Linked DNA regions of Mus musculus: all the other regions are linked to region 2. The links are chromatin contacts, called in public Hi-C and HiChIP or PLAC-seq maps. All regions are on one chromosome and are shown on one strand. The core of a region is the stretch at or near the end of the contact, and the rest is flanking DNA. Distances in the headings are between cores, read along the strand shown.

The links. Hi-C and Micro-C count contacts between places; a contact is called where the count stands out from the background. HiChIP or PLAC-seq counts read pairs in DNA pulled down with a chosen protein or histone mark.
Region 1: an HNF4G HiChIP or PLAC-seq map of pancreatic cancer cells shows a contact between it and region 2. The contact joins the enhancer-like site here to the promoter of Psmf1 in region 2. A contact is called at or near these places in 1 of 484 Hi-C or Micro-C datasets (nephron progenitors), 2 of 115 datasets of contacts at active chromatin or transcription factors (embryonic stem cells and pancreatic cancer cells) and 2 of 9 other capture datasets (adipose tissue and pancreatic islet).
Region 3: a contact with region 2 is called in a Hi-C map of olfactory sensory neurons, with 3 times the contacts expected there. The contact joins the promoter of Tmem74b here to the promoter of Psmf1 in region 2. A contact is called at or near these places in 1 of 39 promoter capture datasets (macrophages), 6 of 484 Hi-C or Micro-C datasets (Th1 cells, embryonic stem cells, olfactory sensory neurons and 1 more), 2 of 115 datasets of contacts at active chromatin or transcription factors (both in embryonic stem cells) and 3 of 9 other capture datasets (adipose tissue, liver and pancreatic islet).

The regions. Positions count from the first base shown.
Region 1 is chr2:151,786,911-151,791,537 of GRCm38.p6, forward strand. No RefSeq gene overlaps it. Among named protein-coding and RNA genes, the nearest start is that of 4930556L07Rik, 38 kb to the left of the region's middle. Within about 2 kb of position 1,516, at least 19 of the 459 cell types and tissues checked have an H3K27ac peak or open chromatin away from gene starts, as enhancers often do. A contact at or near this core is called in pancreatic cancer cells and pancreatic islet, where this site is marked.
Region 2 is chr2:151,737,666-151,742,597 of GRCm38.p6, forward strand. It overlaps Psmf1 (proteasome (prosome, macropain) inhibitor subunit 1), which reads right to left and starts at 3,645. Exons shown (of 7, transcript NM_212446.2): 1 at 3,346-3,645. The coding sequence starts at 3,474.
Region 3 is chr2:151,700,669-151,705,580 of GRCm38.p6, forward strand. It overlaps Tmem74b (transmembrane protein 74B), which reads left to right and starts at 1,340. Exons shown (of 2, transcript NM_001160363.1): 1 at 1,340-1,777.

The sequences.
Region 1 (4,627 bases), core at 266-2,765, 47 kb after region 2:
ACACTTCTGCTTGATGTGAGAAACTATCTGCAGAGTTAGCAGTCAGGCTACAGAATGGGAGAAAATCCTTGCCAGCCATACCTCAGACAGGGGCTAAGAGAGAGAATATAGAAAGAACTGCAAAAATTAGATTAAAAAAGGGAGGGGGTAGAAATCTTCCAATCACTAGTCAGGTGAACTGGGCCAACAGTTCTCAAAAGAAAGCATACAAATAATTTCTTGGAAAATTGTTCTATATTCCTAGTCACCAGGGAAATGCAAACAAAGCACCCTAACAAGTCACCTCCAGTCAGAGTAACTGCCCCAGAGGAATGGTAGCAAATGTTTATTTGCTGTTGATGAGAGTGCAAGCATATATAATCACTGTGAATATCAGTGCAGAGGTTTCTTTAAAAATTAAAACTAGAGCTGCCATAAGGCCCATCTATATCACCCCCAGGTGTATACTTTTATCTTCCCGTGGAGATGCTCATAAACTCACGTTCGATGCTGATTACTTGAGAATAGGGCACAGAAGCAACCTGGATGCCTGTCGACTGACCAAGGGATTAAGCTATTGGAACATAAACACAGTGGAATTTTATGTAGCCTTAAAGAAAGCAAAATCACAACATTTCCAGGTAAGTGGATAAAACAGGAAATCGTTGTATTAAGGAAAATGCCCAGCTCCAAAAGATAAACACGCCGTGTCTTCTTTCTTATGAGGAACCTAGAATAAAAGTTATGTGCATGTCATGAAAGTAAAAGGGGATCATGAGAGCAGAGGAAGAGGAGGAATAGAGAGGGTGATGTAATACACAGGGTAAGAAGGCAGTAGGGTGACCAAGGGAAGGGAGGGGACTGGCTGGGGGTGGGGTGGGGGCAGGCACTGGGAAGGAGAACAGATATATGCTAACATAAACATTTTTTAAAAGTTATACATACTGACTTGTTACCGATATGTGTGATTTTCCTCCATGTTTCACTTTATAATAAAAATATTTAAAAACTTACAAATTGAGGATTTTTCTTAAATGACATACAAACAAAGATAATTGAGTGACAGCAGGTTAGGAGAATGGTTTGTAATTCTAAAACCTGACAAAAGACGAGTCATTTCAAAAGAGTCCTTTAATTGGCATTGAAGGTATATATAATCACGGGGCTGAAGAGATGGCTTGGCAGTTGAATGTCTACTGCTCTTTCAAGGACCAGAGTGGTCTCAGCAGCCACGTTGGAGAGCTCACAACCTCCTGTAATTCCAGCTCCAGAGAATCCTGCACCCTCTTCTGGCCTCTGAGGCACCTGCACTCAAGTATGTACACACACACACACACACACACACACACACACACACACACACACAATCGGCAAAGGTTAATAATTTGTGGAGAAAGAAACAAGGTAACGAATGAGAGATGCCACAGTCCATTAACACCTGAGTAAATAAGTCTCCAATGAGTCACTGCTTTCATCTATTAATCTGACAAACATTAGGAGGCTGGTAATGCTGAGTATTGCTGGAGACATGGCAACACTTCGACCCCTGCTAGAAGGAGTGCAGAGAGGAGGAGCCATAATGGAAACAGTTTGGTTTAACCCAGCCAAATGAAGGGAGCATCTGCCATGGCCCAGCAACAACAGAATTTCAAACACTTCTAACAGGTTAGAGAGGAATCTGGGAGACCCCAGGATCCTGGGCAATCGTGGGGAGTAAGGCACCATTCTTGCTGAAAGGAAGGGCATTCACAAACACTCAGGCTTCTCTCTGGAGCCCACTGCATACTCCTCACACCATCTTGGCTGAGGTTTTGGAGCCTGTATCATCGGAATGAATCATTTCCCTTTGCTGGGTGAAGCTAATCAAATGCACGTTCATGGTCATTTTCATTTGTGGTGTGGTGACTGGAAGCAGAGAGCAAGAACAAGGGGGTTTCCCAGGAAAGCCTCGAGTTCCTGGGAGCTTCTAGCTAGAGCTATTAGAGAGTCACCAATATAGACATGTTATTTAGAGTCATGAGTTAGGCCAGCTGTTCTCAACCTGTGGGGTGTGACCCCTTGAGGGGGTGTGGAACAACCCTTTCCCAGGGGCTGCCTAAGACCATTAGAAAACACAGATATGAAAAAATTATGATTCGTAACAGTAGCAAAATTACAGTTATGGAAAAGCAACAGAAATAATTGTATGGTTGTGGGTCATTCCAATGTGAAGGACTGTATTAAAGGGTTACAGTGTTAGGAAGGTTGAGAACCATTGGTCTAGAAAAGCCATTTAGCAGAAGTAGAGAGAAAGAAGGGAAAGGCTTCAAGGCTTAGCTCTGTGGCCACCAACACCTCGGGAAGGAAAAGAAGGAATTACAAAAGAATCATAAACAGTGCTCATGAGCCAGCAGGACAAGAACTGCAAAGTGACCCCGTATGTGTCAACAGAGAGGCCGCTGGTGACCATGATGAGAGTGACTTTGGTGGACCAGAGGAAGAAAAGCTGACTGGTGTTGAAGGAAAGGACATGAAGACAGAGAATTTCAAGATGGAACCTAGTGGTGTATTTACCTCCTGGGGGTGGGGGTGGGGGTGGGGGTGGGGGAATTAACCAGAGAGTGATAACGATGATGCACGGGGTTGATTGTAGGAGCAGCGAGGTTCTTGTTTAAGTGAAAGAAGGCAGGGTCCAGGGCACATGAAGAGGGAAGGGAGAGAGGGAGAGGGAGGCAAAGCAGCAATGGGAGGATGGGGGTGGGACGACTGTTATCCCACTGACTTCTGTCTGCTCAAGGTAACATTGAGAGGAAAGAGATGAGAGGTTTCAGGAAGCTACAGAAGGAGTGAGCTGGTTGCCACGTGACCTTCAGAACAAGGCAATGTCACAGGCCGCCTGGGGTTGGAAGAAAAATACACAGCATGGGAAAACATATCTGGACAGTATTATTCTTTTAAGTTTAGATATATGTTTTACTTTTAAGCAAGTAGGGCTGTCAATCTCAACACAAGTATACACTGTCAGATGGTGATAAATGCTTGGGGCTTTGGATGTGGCTCAGTCCATGGAGAGTTTGCCTACCATTCAGGTAGTTTGGGGTTTGATCTCCAGTATCACATAAACTGGGCACAGTGATGTGTGTCTATGACCCCAGCCTTCAGTGGATGGAAGGGAGAGAATGTCTATGACATTAACAGCTACACAGTGAGCCTGAGGGTGCTGTGGAGACCCTGTCTCAATAAGAACAACAACAAATGCTATGATGAGAAATAAACCAGGATGCTGGCCAGGTGGTCCATATGTAGAGAAAGTAAAGTTTGCATGGCGATTCCACTCTCCACGGAATCAGAGACCATGTAGAAGGAGCAGTGTCTGCGGTGTGCCAAGGCCCTGACACAGAAGCACAGCTATTGACTTTCAGGTGATCCTTGTAAGAGTCAGGCCCCGCTGGCTATCTGGAGCCTCAGCGGCCCATTTGGTTCTAATTTTGATGATTTGTAGCACCTGGTGCTCTGCCTCTGGAGTTGTTAATGTCCTATAAATCTGCCCCTTTAAGTGACACCGTGTGCCTAGCTTCAGCCTAGCAATAATTGCAGTTTGGCTTTTGATTAGAGGAAGCCCCCCTGTGCTGCTAGCTGTGAGCTGGCCAGAGTGACTAGACATCCTCCCGCAAAGCAAAGAGGGGTAAGCTGGGACACTGGGGTCCTGGGGAGGTCAAAGCTCTGATGTGCTGAAGATAGGGCTCCCTGGAGACTCCCTCCAGCCCTTCTTCCAGGATGATGGTAGATGTGTGGAAAGGGAGACCAGAACTTCTCACCCCCTTTATGTAGGAACTGAAGCAAGGTTTTCTTAGATGTCCTTAAGGCAAAAAAGGGATTGTCATTTGAATTTCAGGCCATTTAAATAACTCATGAAACACAGGCTGAACCCTTGCTTGAAGCCAGGAGTTGTGCAAATGCCCAGGCTAAAGAGCCAAAAAGAGCTATGACTGCTAACTCGGGGGACTTAGAGGCAGTTCCCCCTGGAGCATTACTGCCCAAATGTTCTGTCTCTAATCAGCAGTTCAGAGCACCCAGTCTGGACACTTGAAATCAACTTCTAACTTGGATCACTTCTAGGAAAGAATCAAGATCCTGTGTCAAGGATGCCTCTTCATATTGCTGGATTTTTCTCCTCCCCTTCCTCCCTCCCTCCCTCTCTCCTTCCCTCCCTCCCTCCTTTTCTTCTTTCCTTATTTCCCTTCTTCCTCCCTCCCTCCTCTCCTCCCTTATTTGGTCCTTTCCCTCCTGCACATCCTGCTTCTGGTCTTTTCCTTCTCCCTACTCCTTACTTTAGTATTTTAAGAGCATCTACCTTGTCTCGTGAAGTTTTCAGTCTAGAGAGAAAGGCAGAAGATGACAGACCCTGGAGGGAACTAAAAGGGCACAAATACACGTCATGGAGGAACAGGTGGCTCGGTGACGTGTTTGCTGGAAGTGGCAGCTTGCCAAGCAGAGCCTGGAAAACAAGAGCCAGGTGTTTGGGACAGCTGGCAAGGGAAGTGACCAGCGTTGTGTAGGGAGAGGGCAAGGCAGCAGCATATGGAGCACCTGAGCCAGGGAAAGAGGGTGCTAGAGATGGTGGAGAGGGCATCCCAGCTGTGGGTCCCACCTGGGACTTGCATCCTGG
Region 2 (4,932 bases), core at 2,395-4,894:
CTTTCAGGTAGGAAATAAAGTTCTTAAGCAGGACCACTAAAGCAAACACAATGCCACTTGTGAGGCCACCCATACCCTAGAGCTTCTGTCCAGGCACAGACACTATAGCCAAAAGGAACAAATGACAAGAATTAATAACCAGACCAAGGCAAGGTTTGGAAAACAAATAAAAAGAGCAGCTAACCGTATAAATGGTGTCTTAGTTAGGGTTTTACTGTGAACAGACACCATGACCAAGGCAAGTCTTATAAAAACAACATTAAATTGGGGCTGTCTTACAGGTTCAGAGGTCAGTCCATTATCATCAAGGTGGGAGCATGGCAGCATCTAGGCAGGCATGGCACAGGCAGAGCTGAGAGTTCTACATCTTCATCCAAAGGCTACTAGTGGAAGATTGACTTCCAGGCACCTAGGGTGAGAGTATTGAGCCCACACCCACAGTGATACACCTACTCCAACCAGGTCACACCTATTCCAACAAGGCCACACCTCCAAATGGTGCCACTCCCTGGTACAAGAATATACAAACCATCACAAATGGTGTTTGTTTTTTCAAATTTACTAGTTATCAGGGGGCAGCTAAAATAATGAGATGAGCCGGGTAGTGGTGGCACACACCTTTAATCCCAGCACTTGGGAGGCAGAGGCAGGTGGATTTCTGAGTTCAAGGCCAGCCTGGTCTACAGAGTGAGTTCCAGGACAGCCAGGGGAACACAGAGAAACCTTGTCTCAAAAAACCAAAAAAAAAAAAAAAAAAACCAGAAAAGATATATATATATATATATATTATATGAATGAAGGTCACACCCAACCACCAGCCTAAGACTTAGTTTGACTGGGCATGAGTGAACCTTCGACACTACTTCTGGGAATTCAGACTTACACAGGCCCTTTGGGAGTCCACCTAGCAGTACTTAGCTCTATGAGGTTTGTATGAGCCAAGACTCAAACGTCCTCCTAGAAGGAAGCTGTGGATACATGTGGGAGCCTGATAAGCAATGTCAACCTTCATTCCAGTGTGAGCCTGAACAGCTGAAGCCGAGGTAAAGTGCACACTATGCTGACAGTGGCACATTACACTGCAGTCAGAAGGAACACACTAGATCAAATTATAGTATTCTAGAGAAAACGTCATGTGTGTGTGTGTGTATTGGCAGTAAAGAACCAGGAGGAGGAGTAATTCTATGAAACTCTCCCCTCTGGACACATGCACAGAGCACCCATGAATACCATCTTCGTAAGAGCAAGTCACCAAAATAAGCAATATTCTGTCAGGAAGCACTAACTGGACTCTGTTGGTTATGAGTGGGGTACAGAGGGAGAAGTCACAAAGTGGGAATTTACAGGGGGAGTGGGAGGAGTTAGAAAAAGTTTATGGTCCAATACCATTTATGGAAAAACAAAAAACCCTTTAAAAAGCACACATTCAACACAAAACAGCACGACCAGAAGCTGTGTTCATGAGAGCATGGTAGGATGGGATGGGATGGGAAGGAGTGGGGCGATGGACAACACTGACAAAGGCCCACACATGAAGGACTTTACACAGCAAGTGCAGGGGAGGCCACCCCTGGTGTTTGGAAATCCTTTGCCAGAGGAGTCACAATCAAACTTGGCTAGGTGACAAGGAGACTGGTAGCCTCAGCAGAGACAGGAGAGTAAGGAGAAAACAAAACTGAAGCTAGCCACAGCCTGAGAAACCCTCTTGCCTTTCTGGGTAACTTCCTAGTGTGGTGTGGACTTCAAGGGTGACTCGGGTGTTTAAGGCAGGGCTGGCAGACCTTACCTGTGTTCAGTCAAGACCTTTGACTCTCTCCTGTCCTACATGGACAGCACTGGCCCTACCAGCAGGCGCTCTTGACTTACAGACAACCTGCTCTGCTCCCCACCTCGACACCTTCATTCCGGAGCAAGAAATAATCGCTAGGGTCAGGTAAAGCTCACAGCCTCACTGTGGTAAGGTGAAACGGATACTCCACAGAAAACAGAAGCTAGACAGGCCCAACACATCATGTGGCTGTCCTCTGCACCTTGATATAAAATATCAAGTGTCCCACAAGGCTATGGTTGGCAGATAACGAAAGCATATGTTTGTACCATGTAACTTCCTCAGATGAAGACTCAAAGGCCTGAGAGTGGCTGCGACCTATGAAAGGTTAGAGCAGGGCAGGCTGGAGATTCTTCCAGACAGACTGGTAAGGTAAAGAAAGGTAAAGCTAGCTGTCTTCTATAGACAAAATCCTGAGGCTAGAAACATTCCTTAATGGCCACTGGGCTCACCCTAGTGCCTCTGGGCTAGAATGCAACCAACCAACCAACCAACCAACCAAAACTGCACACATAAACAGGTCATTCTCTCTTTATAATCTTCAGACTCCCACAACACAATGCCAATTTTTCTAACTCGTATCTATGGCCATCTCCATGGCCCTCCACTGACCTTATCTCACACGGCTACAGAGCTCTCATGGGGAGTAGCCGTGCCCTCAATAAGGAGACCAATCAATGCCTGTTTGTTCAAGTCAACAAACATGTTCTTGAGATCAAATATTACAAGCCCAGCTCTATAGCACTGGAGGCAAAAAAGCAAAGAGAAAGTGGGCAGCATGACTCTTTAGCTGCTGAGTTGGTATTACCCAGTCAAGTGCGTGCTTTGTTCCTCTCATCACCCACAGAAGGAGGGTGGCAGGAGGCAGCTAGAGGACCAACACAAATACCTGCTGAGTCCAGCAAGCATTACTAATCTGCTGGCCACAGGCTGGAAAATAAAACTCTCTAGTAGATAAATTAACAGTTAATGGCCTCTCAATTTTTAACTAATTAATTAAAAAAAATTTTTTTTTGGCTTCTACCCTGAAAACGCATACCCATCAGCAGAGAATGGAGGCAAGGGCAGCCTGAGCCCAGAAAGTACTTCAGGAGAACGGACAGCAAGAATCAAACGCAGCATTCAAGTCTGAAATCCAAACACTGTCCCCTCGAAGAAGGGGTCCTAGAATATGGCTGAGTAGGTCAAAGTTCACTGCCACACCAGTGCTTGAATCCAGATGCTTGGAGTTGAGGGTGTAGCACGGAGTATTCTACGGCAGATGCTTTGGGTAAACTGGTGGATGAGGACCTTGAGGAAGCTACTAGCCTGTCTCAGTCAGATCCACACAACCCCGGCTGTGTCGGGGACGCCTTTACACGTCCGTTCCCGAGTTTACACGCACGCTGTGCCCGTTGTCGGCACCAGCACCAGGCGCGCTAAAGTGCGGCATCAGAAGCCTCGCTCGGGCCCTGGCTTTGGCACGGTCAGGGCAGGCCTTTGGGCCTCGGGCTGCAGACTCCCCTCCACCCGCGTACCTGGTCGCCCGTGCCCAAGGCATAGTAGCCGTTTGTCACCACTTCCCAGTGCAGGAAGCAGACGAGTGCGTCCTGCGGGCAGCTCATGGATGGAGCGGCCGACGCGAAGAGAACCTCGAGACCCGCCATGGATGTTTGCGGCTTCTGTGGGAAAGGAAGAAAAGGAGGGGACTATGCAGAAAGCCGCTCCGCCTAAGAGAAGCGGGACCGCGAGCGGCAGCGACGCCTTTTGATGCCGCCTTCGCTTTCGGCTCTGTCCGCACCTGCGCGGAAAAGTGGAAACGCGGAAACGCAGAGACGCGCACCGGAAATACTTGTTGACTTTGTGCGTGCTCCGGGCTGGAAACACCTGCACCGAACTAGAAGGTTCCACTAAGAAGCGCGCAGGCTAGGGCTTATCTTCTCAAAGCCTTTTTGCCTGCAGCAGGCGACTGCTGAGTGCCAGGCTGTTCGTTCCTGGGGAGAGACTGCCTTCTACCAACTACAGTAGACTTCTCATCTGCGAAGTGGAGTGTGTACTAGGCCGGGGGAAAATTTAGGCAATCTGTCTTAGATGTTTTCATCGTAATTTATTAGCATGCCTGCAGTACTTCTTGCCTGATAGCACTTTATTCTACATGCTAAACTTTAATGCATTTATCAAAATTTCCAGATCCAGTATTATACAGTTGGTATTGATGACAGTACTCTGCCACTACATAGATTTGGAAATCGTGTCACAATCAGCCAGTGAGCAATAGAGGTGCCCCTGGGAACTGGTAATTTGGTCTCTAGGATAGCATTTATATGTATGTTGATTGCATGCTAAATCCTGTGCCAAAACCTTTACATCCCCTCTCAACAAATTCATGGGGTATATTTTATTACCCATCCTCACTTTGCGAGTGATATAAAGAGCAGAAAGAGTGAAATGACTTCACCCAAGTAAACACAGCTTTTGACCACATCTAGAGCCCAGAGATAACTGACAAATGCTAGCCACTTGTGCCCCAATCTCCATCAAGATTTTTTTAACCACCTGTTGTTTCTCCATGTTTCTTGAAGTCCAATACTTTTTTGTAGACAAATAAATTTTGCCATGTTGGTTGGTACCATGACCCAAACCATTGTCATTTTTTTTTTCTTGGTTGCCTGGCATCAGCCTTGTATGCTACACTGGTTTCACCCTACAACCAGAGAGATTCTGTTAAAACACAGGGAAGACCATGTTCCTTAGGCCCAAGCCACACCTCAAAGGCGAAGTTCACTCTAGGTCTGTCACCCTCTCACTCCACAGGCCCTGTGCCTTTCTGATATCACCTCCAAGTGTCCTTTCATTCTCTGATCTCCTTGGCTCCAGTGACCTTGACTTCTCTCAGCTCTCATGCCTAGGTTAACATGCCACAGGTCTTGCCCTGATGGAACTTTGTAGTGTTTCTTTTTAATAGACAAAAAGCAATCCAGTATGAAATCTGTCATTTGGGGGTGCTGAGAGAGCTATACAAGGCCCACAGGAAGCCTATGTTCCAAGCAAGGATCAGGAAGGGTTTCTTGGATTAAGAAATGGCCAATTGCACAGAACTCTCATGGAAGAATAAAGAAGAAATG
Region 3 (4,912 bases), core at 90-2,589, 39 kb before region 2:
AGTTGCAAGTATACAACAAGAGCAATAGCTGTGCACCTCTCAATTCTTTATTTAAAGAATAGATATCAAGGGCCCTTTTTAAGTCTCGGGATACACCAGGGAGGGGAACAAAGTCTGTACTATACACTTGGCTCTTTTTTGCTTTGATTTTCTTAGTTTTGATTTTGGTTTTCCAGACAGGGTTTCTCTGTGCAGCCCTGGCTGTCCTGGAACTCACTCTGTAGACCAGGCTGGCCTCCAACTCAGAAATTCACCTGCCTCCCAAGTGCTGGAATTTAAAGGCCTGCATCACTGCTACCCAGCGTGTTACTTATTTTTAAGCAGAAATGATACTGAGCAAAGAAATACACTATCAGGAGCTGATGAATGCCCTAGTGAGAAGTTCTGAGTGAAGGCAAGCAGGGTGCCAGAGCGCTACTCTTTTTAAGAAGATGGCCCAGGCAGGTGGTTCTGAGAAGGTGACATGTGAGCAAAGACTTGAGGGAAGTGAGGGAAGAGAGTGACCACTGAGGATGTGCTGCAAGGCAGGACTATACAGGGCAGGGAGGGAACTGTGGACACTCTAATGGCTGGGATCTCATGGAATTCTTGAGTCCATTTACAGATGGGAAAAGGAGCTTAAAGAGAGAAGTTTGTACGAGGTCATACACCTGCGAGGGGTGGAGATGGCACTGCACAGGAATCTGGTGCCATTGCCAGCTTCCCTGTAGAGATGCAAATCGCTCAGGCCTCTCAAAGAATAGAGGGAGACAGCTTTGGAGGCTCAGCACGGGGCCCACAAGGCTTCCAAGACAACCTTTGTTCTCCTGGTGGGTGAGGACTGGATGCCTTTGGAGTAGGACCAGTGAGCCTTTGACAGTGAGAGAGCGACGAAGCCAGGGCAGGGATTTTCTCACCTTAGCTGTCTTCCTGGATGTCAGAGTAGCCTCCGCTCACACTGGCAGAGTACTCAGGGTCAGCAGTCATGATTCCCTTGGACAAAGGTGGACAATAAGGTTCAGAAAGATGATAAGACTTACTTGAAGCCGGCCACGAAGTTTTCCCGGAAACCATAACCTTCCCTTACTCACCAGACCTCTCTTTGGGCTTGGCCTGGGGCCCCCAAGAGGAAGAAGTTCCCTTTAAAACAGAAACCTGTGCACCTGCACCGGGCTCCACAGGTCAGAGGAGTGCCTAGATGGACGAACCCCAGTGTGTCCCTGAGGAAGCCAGACAGGCTGCCCGGCAGAAGGAGCTTTGCAGGTGGCTTTGGAGCTCAAGAGTGTGCGTGGCCGTGGACAATGACCCAGAAGGACACCCATCAGAAATAGAGGTGGGTAGAGGCTTCGTTTCTGCCTTCACGTGGCGCCCGTGAGCCATCGAGCCCCACGCAAGGATGATACTCCGGATCTACAGACCTTGAAGAGGACCCTGGGTCCTACCTGGGGTGGGTAAAGCATCCCCGGGTGCCGCAGGGTCTCCCCAGAGGCGGGGGAGGGGTCTTCTCCCCCGCCCCTTCCTCGCCTCGCCCCGCCCCTGTACCCAGCGCCGCGGGCTCCTTGCCTAGGGTTTCCCCGGCCAGCGTGCGCGGGCGAGACAGAGGTGGCTCTAGGGGCGGTGGGGGCCGGGCACCCGCAGCCGGCTCCCTCCCCACGCTAACTCTCCCGGCGCCCTCGCCCGCCGCGGGCGGAGCTCGATCGGCGACGCTCCAGGATCCTCCGCTCCCGCCCTGCCTTATCCCTTCCTTCTCGGAGCCCCCCAGCGGCCGACGCGGTGCAGCCCGGCGCGGCGCGAGCAGGTACGTGCGCCCGGGCAGCCGCTGCGGGCGGGCCGGGAAGGGGGCGGGAGCCGGGGAGGGCGAGGCAGCGGCCGGGCCGGGATCTGCGCACACCCTCGGCAGCCCGGAGCTCTGTGCTCCCGCGTGCGGAGACTAGGGAGGCCCGACACGGCTCCGCACGCCGACCGCGAGCCGCCGGCGCAGGGCCCGAGGCGGGGAGTGGCAGCGAAGGACAGCTCGCCTGACCTCGCGGCCCGCCGAAGGACACGCGACCGGGGCTCCGTGGAGCACGCCGGCCCCGCCGAGCCCCAGCCTCCCAGGGCCGCCCCTCTGCGAGCGCTGACCGTCCGGGTCTGGCCTGCTCTGGCCCGTGGCGTATGCGGTCAAGGGCAGGAGCAGGGGGTGTGAACTGCGGGCCGGCGGGCGCGGGGGAGGCGGGAGGCCGGGGTGCTGGGGCTTTCCGCGCAGAACTTTGGGTATAACCGCGTGGACCTGCGTGTATGCATCTGCGCGCCTGAGGCTTTGTGTACTACGAGTGCGTGTGTCTGTCGATTGGGTTTGCGAAGCCTCACCCAGCCTGGCAGTGTGTCCAGCTCCGGGGTGTCAGAGTGCGCTATGGGTGAGAGTGCTGGACTTGGGCAGGTCTGGGTGGATCCTGCTTAGATCTCAGTAGTGCTAGAGGTAGTCTCCATTCCTTTCTCCCTTTCTTCCTCCTTCTCTCATCCCGCCCTCTCCCTCTCCTGATTTTACCCTCTTGTGGGTACCACCACCAGAGTGACCCGAGAATCTGTGAGTCACACTTAGTTCCCGGGTCTGTGGGCATTGCTGTGGGAAGCGTCCCGAGGACAGTGAGTGTGGAACAGGGCGGGGGTGGGGGGGCTCTTGCCTTTCAGGAACTATAGGACTGCAGATACAATTACAATAACTGGTGTGGCTTCGGGCTTGGAGTGTGATCCATGAGCACCAGCATAGCTCTCTCTCTCTCTCTCTCTCTCTCTCTCTCTCTCTCTCTCTGTGTGTGTGTGTGTGTGTGTGTGTTGTGTGCAAGTGCGCGCATGTGAGCTAATGTCTGGATAATTGATAAGCAAGCCCTTTAGTAACTTACTAAGCATCTTATGAGAGAAACAGACATTCCAAAGCAGTTAAAGGGATGAAGCCTCCTTGTGTCTGCTCCTTCACCCAGGCATCCCAAGGAAAAAGTTTTGAGTAAAAGAGAGTCCTGTTCTCTTTTATTTGTGTGCCCCAGATATCCTCTGGGATATGGAGGCACTAATGCACCATCTAGGAAAAGTGTTGTGGACTATCCCCACGTTCTTCAGACTTACTGAGGGCTTAATGGGTGGGGGCCATAAGTGGCACCTACTTTCAGGCTCTGAGTAGCTTTGAATGCCAAAAGTAAAAAGCCAACTAGCACTCCCGTCCATCCTTTCTATCCATCCTCTGGGAACTGAGAGAAGGCTAGGGACCCAGGGAGATGTGGAGAGACCAGGATTCCCATGCCTGCTGTCTCAAGTGAGGGTTCCAAGAGCCAGGGAAGGGAGGTGGAGTGTGGGTTTTGCAAGTATGTAGGGAACAGAGATTCTTGGGGTACATATATTCAACTCTTGGTCCCTGGTCCCCATACATACCATAAGATCTTGGTTGTGTTTTCTAAAATGGGGATAGAGCTGAGCTATTCCTGAGTGAGGTGTTAACGAAAAAATCTAACAAGTAGTCAGTGCTCAGCGTGTATTAAACGGACACGGCAGAGGAGGAACACAGTGATAGCACGGAGTTGTAAGCGGTAGCAGCCTTTGAACTAGGATGAAAGGCCACGTGTTTGTTAAGAGATCCACATAGGAAGGTCAGAGAGACTTCCCACCTCTGCTCTCGGAGTTTCATTCATTCATTCATTCATTCATCCATCTACCATCACTTCAGTTATTTGCTCGTGTTTGCACAGAAACACAGGCGCCCACAGAACACTGGACAGTGAGTGACCAAGGGACACAGAGAAGCAGCTTTCATGTACAGATACATGAGAACAGGAGAGCCACGCCACACCTAGGGTCTCTGCTGACTGTGCATTTGTGTGCCAGGGCTGTGTGATGTATGTACCCTCAGGACATCAGGGTATGTATTGTGCTTCTGTGGGGTCAGAAGGTGTGCCTATGAAGAGTTCAGAGCCACATAAGGGAAAAAGCCCCATCACCAGTGCCAGGTGTGTGCTATGCGGGGATGGTGGAACATGGCAGGCAGATTTGCAAGAGAAGTTGGGAATGGGTATCTGCTGCATATACATGGCTCTGGGGATCAGCCTGCCTGGGCCTTCATACCACGGGAATAAAGAAAGGACAGACACCGACATGCAGAAAAGCTGAGATCCAGGTGGTCTGGGCTCGCTGGTGGGGAATCCACAGCTCTCCTAGATCAGCGTAGTTATTATATGCAGAGAGGTGGGGTTGTTGAATATGGCTAAGAAAGAAGGCAGGTTATTACAGATAAACAAGAAGGCAGGGATAGTATACACAGCTGAACAAGGAGGCAGGCTTAGCTAATCTTGGTAGGAGGAGCCTTCTCTGTAGGGGATGTCATCAGGCCATCAACAGGCAGTGGAGGGAGAAAGCTCAAGTGGACGTTTTCTGCACACACTGTCTCCCATGGGACTGAGGCATTGGGGTTCTCCATATGGGGTCATGCCCATGTCAGCAATACACATTCATTGAGGGCTTCACTTGCTCCCTACAGGAAGGTGCATATGGCATCTTTATATACATAGGCACATCATATACATATATGTTTTGATGAATTAGTTGCATATATACACACATATACACTTGTGTGTGTGTGTGTGTGTGTGTGTGTGTGTGTGTATGCAACTGATTCACCAAAACTCAATGAATAGATTTGGAAATGAACTAAGCAGAGCCCCAGTGAACTCAGTCTGGCCGATGACTGTAGGTTGGTGGCCTTTTGACACAAGTGTGCATGTGCAGTGAGTCTGTGTGGCATGTCTCCAGGTATGTGGTGGTGTCTCCTTTTTGTCCCCATCTCCCAACCTCTGCATGCTTACACAAAGGCATTTGACTTTGACCTCAGTCAGGGCTTTCCATTCTCTACCTTCCTTGTCTGGTCACCACCCCTGGACCCTGTCCTTCATGCAGCTGACCTGCCACC